Linked DNA regions of Sus scrofa: region 1 is linked to region 2. Evidence: chromatin contacts called from public Hi-C data. All regions are on one chromosome and are shown on one strand. The core of a region is the stretch at or near the end of the contact, and the rest is flanking DNA. Distances in the headings are between cores, read along the strand shown. Region 1 holds the start of LOC100627422. Region 2 has its middle 100 kb from the start of PIK3AP1.

Region 1 (2,875 bases), core at 166-2,665, 40 kb before region 2:
GAATTCTGGACCTCCCCGAGGACTGGGCGTGGGAGACGGAGGACGACGAGCGAGCATTTCCCCACACATCAGCAGCACCGAAGCAAAGATGGGGAAATAACAATGCTGGAGAACAGGAGAGTCAGACACAGGACGGACTGGGGCTAGGGGGCGGCGGGCGGAGCGGAGACACCAAACGGGCCACTTACTTTTTGGAGGGGGGTTAAATATATGAGTTAAGCCCTTATGGTCCCGCCGGCCGCCGCACAGAGGGAAACGGGACCTTGGGAGAGAAAAACAGACAAAACACATAGTGTGAGAGGCGCTGCTCGGCCGCCCGGCCCCTCCCGGAGCGCCCCGGTCCACACTCCCTCCTGCCCGCGGGGGAAAAAGCCACTCGAGGCGCCCCGAGGTCCGGGAGGCGAGGGGGGGGGGCGGGGCGGACGAGGCTCTTCGTGCGGCGACGGCTCCGGAAAATCCCCCAGAAGAGCACAAGAGCGACCCCAGCTCCGGCTTCCCGGTCGGACCGGTCCCACCCCCCCCTTCCTCCCGCCGTGCACACACTGAACACAAATACACACACACCGACCCGAGCGTCGAGGATTAACTCCCCGGCCGCTGCCGCCGCCGCCGCCCGCAGAGGAAGTGCAGCCGCTGCCCCCCGCGGCCATGACACCCCACTTGGCTCGGTCAGGCGGACCCGGGGCCTGTGACAGCTCCGGCTCCCTCCGCCCCCATCTCCACCTCACGCCTCGCACACGCCCGAGCGCCCGCCGCCCGTGCACGCGAGGCGAGGGGCGCGCGCTGCCGCCGTGCGTGGGGGGAGGGGCAGCGCGGGACGCGGAAGGCGCCGGCCGCAGCGGAGGAGGGGACCAAGCTGCGGCCCAGCACGCGCCCCCGCCCCGGGCACCACGGGACTGGCAGCGGCGTCCCCCGTCAAGCGGCAACGCTGCGGGACGAGTCTCCACAAAAAGCCAGCGGCGGCGCCGGGCCGCCGGGCAGGGAGGGAGGGCAGAGAGAGGGAGGGGAGGGGAGGGGCACGCGCTCCCGCCCAAGAGCCCTCCCCGGGGAGGGCGCGCAAAGAGGAGGGGCCGGCGCGCGCGCTCGGGCCCGAGTGGGGAAAGCCCGCCCGGAGGTCGCGCGCGCCCGCGCTCCGGGGGGTGGGGGAGGGGGACGCCCAAGCCAAAGAGGGCGGGCGGGCCGGAGCGGCAATTGCTGTCCCGGCTCCCTCCCTCGTCCGGGGCGGCCGGCGGCGGGGCAGCCCGAGGTCCGGAAGCGGCTGGGGAAGAGTCTCACCTACACAGTGAATGAGCTTGTGGCGCCACGAGTCCAGTTCTTGCCGAAAGCCGCGTCTCTCAACGGAGCATTGCTGCCGCCTACACACCCTCGCCATCTTCTGCCGCCCGCCCGGCCCTGCCTCCGCCGCGGCCCCGCGCACGCCCAGCCGCGTCGCCCGGGGCCGCGCACGCACCCGCGGCCTGGGCGACGCGCCTCCCGCCGGGGGCGGTGCGGGGGCAGAGCCGGCCTCACCTCGCTTGGCCCCGGCGTGGCCCGGGGGGCATCCTGGGCGCGCGCCTGCCCCACACACGGCGCGGCGCTCCTCGCTTAGCTTGCGGTCCCCGCGGTGCTGAGCCGCGGCCGCCGCCTCTGGTCGCCCAGGAAGGAGCCTTCCCACGGCAGGAGCTTGGCCCCGCCGGCCCGGCGCCGCCGCCGCGCTGTCCCCCAAGGCCACGGCGGTCCCTTCTTTCCCTTCCCGGGGCTTTTTGTTTCTTAAACCAGCCTCATTTATCACTTCCAGCCTGCCTTTCGCCCGATACCAACTGTTGCAAGTTCTGTGGTAACTGCTTCTCTGAACTTCTGGGTCGAAACTGCTCCTCCCAGGAGCCTGTTTAAGAAGCAGAATAAGAATAAATGCCTGGATGCCAGTAGAAGCACTGAGCCCTAAAGTTTTTCAAGGTGAGAAAGATACATTTTATTAAGTCACTGAAAGGCAGTCGGCATTCGGGAACCCAGTTTAAAAAAAAAAAAAAAATCAAACGTTTTAAATGTGAAAAACTAGATTTCTACTAGCAAGGCAAAATTCTAAAGTCGGCATATTTAGAACCCCTCCTGTGTGTGTGGAAAGGGGTTTAAGAAAATTGTGCTAAAGTGCGAATGATATTTCAAAGAAGTACTTAATTAATGATAATTAAAGCAGAGTGTTGCAAAGTGGCTTAATATTTCAGGAAAGGACTCGAAGAGAAATATTTCCGATGACAAAGGGGATTTTTCAGTTGAAAACCTGGAATTATCAAATCACCCTGCGCAGGGCACTAACTGTTCCGTTTAAACATGATCCTGATCTTAATTATTTGACTTATTTGGGAGAAAAAGAGAAAAGAGAGGGAAAAGGTGAAACTAAAAGAGAGAGAAAATGCAGCGGGTTTGGTTGAGATGGGGTGGGAGCGGGGGCAGAATGCAAAACCAAAAGAAAAACCGGTATAGATCCCTCTTCACCAGTAGGCCCAGTACCCTAGGATTCTGATCTCTTCCCCACCTTTGGGGTTTAAAATTAAGGATGGTGTATTCCTGCTTTTAGATATTTAAATTTAAATTTGAAGGCTTAATTTTAATTACTATAGTAGGTAATACAAAGTCATTAGACATGGTTGACATCAAGGATCCCATTGGTGTATTGATTTTTGTCCTTTCAAAGGCTGTGGCCTTGGTTCTCTGAACCAGGTACTTGTGGAATCGCCTGTCCATCCATAAGGAGATGGATTGGGTGGGTCTCTTGGGTAGGAGGGATTTGAGAGGTATGGATAGAAAGGCACCTTTAGCCCCCTAAATCTTAAAAGCAGTCATGTTTCCATTCTCAGAAGTCCACAATATTTCATTGGTTAAGAGTATGTCAAAT
Region 2 (2,809 bases), core at 49-2,548:
GGACCTACACCACAGCTCACGGCAACACCAGATCCTTAACCCACTGAGCGACACTAGGGATTGAACCTGCAACCTCATGGTTCCTAGTCGGATTCATTTCCACTGCACCATGACGGGAACTCTCTTAAGAATAATTTCTAATTGGCCCTGAGACTTTGCAAGCATTCTCTCAAAAGTCAATATTCCAGGCTGAACATAAAACTGGCTACACTAAGTCATACTACATACTCTTAACTGCTTGAGGTTAGGGAAAGGGGCCATTTAGCAAAGTTTAAAGGATGGCATGTGAAAATGCTTTTAAAAAGGGTAAAACACATGCATTGGGGGTTCTCCATTCTGGCCGTACAGTAAGATCAAACAGGGTTGGGAGATAGAAATCTTGATTTTGAATATAGCAGATCCTTAAAGTCATTGAAATCCAAGTATTATTGTGCTAGAGGAACACCTGGCACTTCTCTATATTCAAAAAGTTGGGGGAAGTTAGGGAAACTCTTTCCCTTTTATTGTTCCTGAGACAAGGTGAGAGTGTTTTGAAGAAGAATATACACTATGTAAGTAATGCAAACAACAACATAATCTCATAAATCCTAAGAAGGAAATTATCTTACAATGCCAATTTGTCTAATAGTAAATCAATTAAAGTCTAGTTATATGTAGATGAAAATGATCACCATGACTTAAGAACAGTACATCTGCCTAAGATTCCCTAATTTTTATCACTTATCTCTACTTTGTTTTCCTTTCCTGGTTATTTGCCCACCACATATCCTTGGAGTCTAATAGGAATTGCTGTCCCTTGAGGAAGACTTGTTCCTGATAGGAACACTGAGCCAAAGAGATGAGAAAGCAGTTCCCGTATAGGACCACCTATGCCCCCAGGTGCCCTCTGAACACTGGCCTCCCAGAATCTTACTGTTGTAGATGTTGCCAAGACTGATGGAACCTCTTTGTAAAGACACTGCAAGTTCAAGATGAGTTTCTAAGGTGGGCTCTACTGACCAATATACCTAGGGTCTATTTTTAGCATTTTTAATAGAACATTACAAGTGTATAAGACTTACTGTTCTAGTGGATATGAACATGAGACCAAATCATAAAGGTAAAAACAGAACGAGAACTGTCAAAAATTCAGAAGTAGTGAAATTAAAACCACCAGGTCTGTAAAATAGGATTTAATAAGAGTTCATGGCACATACTGCAACAAGGGTTTGCAAACCAAGAACTTTGAAATACAAAACTGATAGGAGGTTCAGAGGCATGACCTTACAGGATGGCTTATAAAGTGAAAATGAGGAAGTTGCTTAATCTTTACAGTGATTGGTTACTACACTGTTGGGGCCTTTCCAGATGGTAGGGGATTGGTTAAAAGTATCTTTTTTTTTTTTTTTTTTTTTTTTTTTACCATTTTTAGGAAGATGACTTAAGTTTCTATTATGATTATCAAAGACATTTACAAGAAATAACTAGATTTAGTTTTGCTTACATGGTTCAGGGAAATTTCAAGTTCGATCTCCATTTTGTATTGTTCTTTAACAGAACAAAAGGAGTAGGATGTTCTTTTAGAAGTATTTCTCTTAATCTTAGTATAGGAGACAGATAAACTGTCCATTCAACTCAAAAAAATTTTTTTTTTTACTGAAATGTTTAGGACCAACCATCTCAAATCAGTGTATTTTTTCCTCTTAGGATTACTGAGAAAACACTGGCAAATCACTTACGTCTAGATCTTTTCCTCACTATTTGTGCAGACCAAAATCTCCCTTTACCAAATCTCATCCCTACTATTAATTCATGTAACATTTAATTTTTTTTTAAAAATCAACTTATTTTCCTTTCAGACCTCGACTGTGATTTCTATAACGAATTTCAAAATGTTTTGATTCCTCAGAAATATTTACAGCTGGAAGTTCCCAGTGTGGTTGAGTGAGTTAGGAATCTGGCCCTTTGTGGCACAGCGGAAACGAATCCAACTAGAATCCATGAGGATTCGTGTTTGATTCCTGTCCTTGATCAGTGGTCGGGGATCTGGCGTTTCTGTGAGCTGTGGTGTAGGTTGCAGACATGGCTCGGATGTTGCAGTTGCTGTGGCTGTGGCATAGGCCTGCAGTTGCAGCTCCAGTTCAATCCCTAGCCTGGGAAATTCCATACGCCATAGGTGCGGCCCTAAAAAGGAAAAGAAAAAAAAAAAAAAAAGAAAAAAAGAAAATCTGATGGCAGCATAGGTTGAAGCTGCAGCTGGGGCTCAATCCCTGGTCTGGGAACTTCCATATATCTGGGGCATAGCCATAAAATTTAAAAAAAAAAATTAAATTTTTTTAATTTAATTTTTTTTTTTTTTTTTTTTGTCTTTTTGCCATTTCTTGGGCCGCTCCCGCAGCATATGGAGGTTCCCAGGCTAGGGGTCTAATCGGAGCTGTAGCCGCCAGCCTACGCCAGAGCCACAGCAACTCGGGATCCGAGCCGCGTCTGCGACCTACACCACAGCTTACAGCAATGCCAGATCCTTAACCCACTGAGCAAGGCCAGGGACTGAACCCGCAACCTCATGGTTCCTAGTCGGATTCGCTAACCACTGCACCACAACGGGAACTCCTAAATTTGTTTAGAGGAAGATTGCTTTGGGAGAGTATTTCCACAGGTAGCTAATCCCAGACATTAACTATGTTCTTGCAGTTATGTAAAAAATTTGGAAAAGATGGAAAAGATTAAGAAAGAAACTAAACCACTAAATGTACCATTAAGAAAAAACCCACACTTAAATTTAATATTATTTGGGGTATATTTTCTCTGTTTTCCCCCCTTAATTGAG

The links. A called contact is a pair of places that touch in the nucleus more often than the background predicts.
Region 1: a Hi-C map of alveolar macrophages shows a contact between it and region 2, with 1.7 times the contacts expected there. The contact joins the promoter of LOC100627422 here to the enhancer-like site in region 2. A contact is called at or near these places in 1 of 5 promoter capture datasets (liver), 7 of 47 Hi-C or Micro-C datasets (alveolar macrophages, blood, embryonic fibroblasts and 2 more) and 2 of 2 datasets of contacts at active chromatin or transcription factors (alveolar macrophages and skeletal muscle).

What each region holds. Positions count from the first base shown.
Region 1 is chr14:108,302,550-108,305,424 of Sscrofa11.1, reverse strand. It overlaps LOC100627422, which reads right to left and starts at 1,415. Exons shown (of 8, transcript XM_021074303.1): 1 at 1,280-1,415; 2 at 189-262. It also overlaps a transcript of PIK3AP1 not described here.
Region 2 is chr14:108,262,135-108,264,943 of Sscrofa11.1, reverse strand. It overlaps a transcript of PIK3AP1 not described here. Among named protein-coding and RNA genes, the nearest start is that of PIK3AP1, 100 kb to the right of the region's middle. Within about 2 kb of position 1,298, at least 3 of the 83 cell types and tissues checked have an H3K27ac peak or open chromatin away from gene starts, as enhancers often do. A contact at or near this core is called in alveolar macrophages, where this site is marked.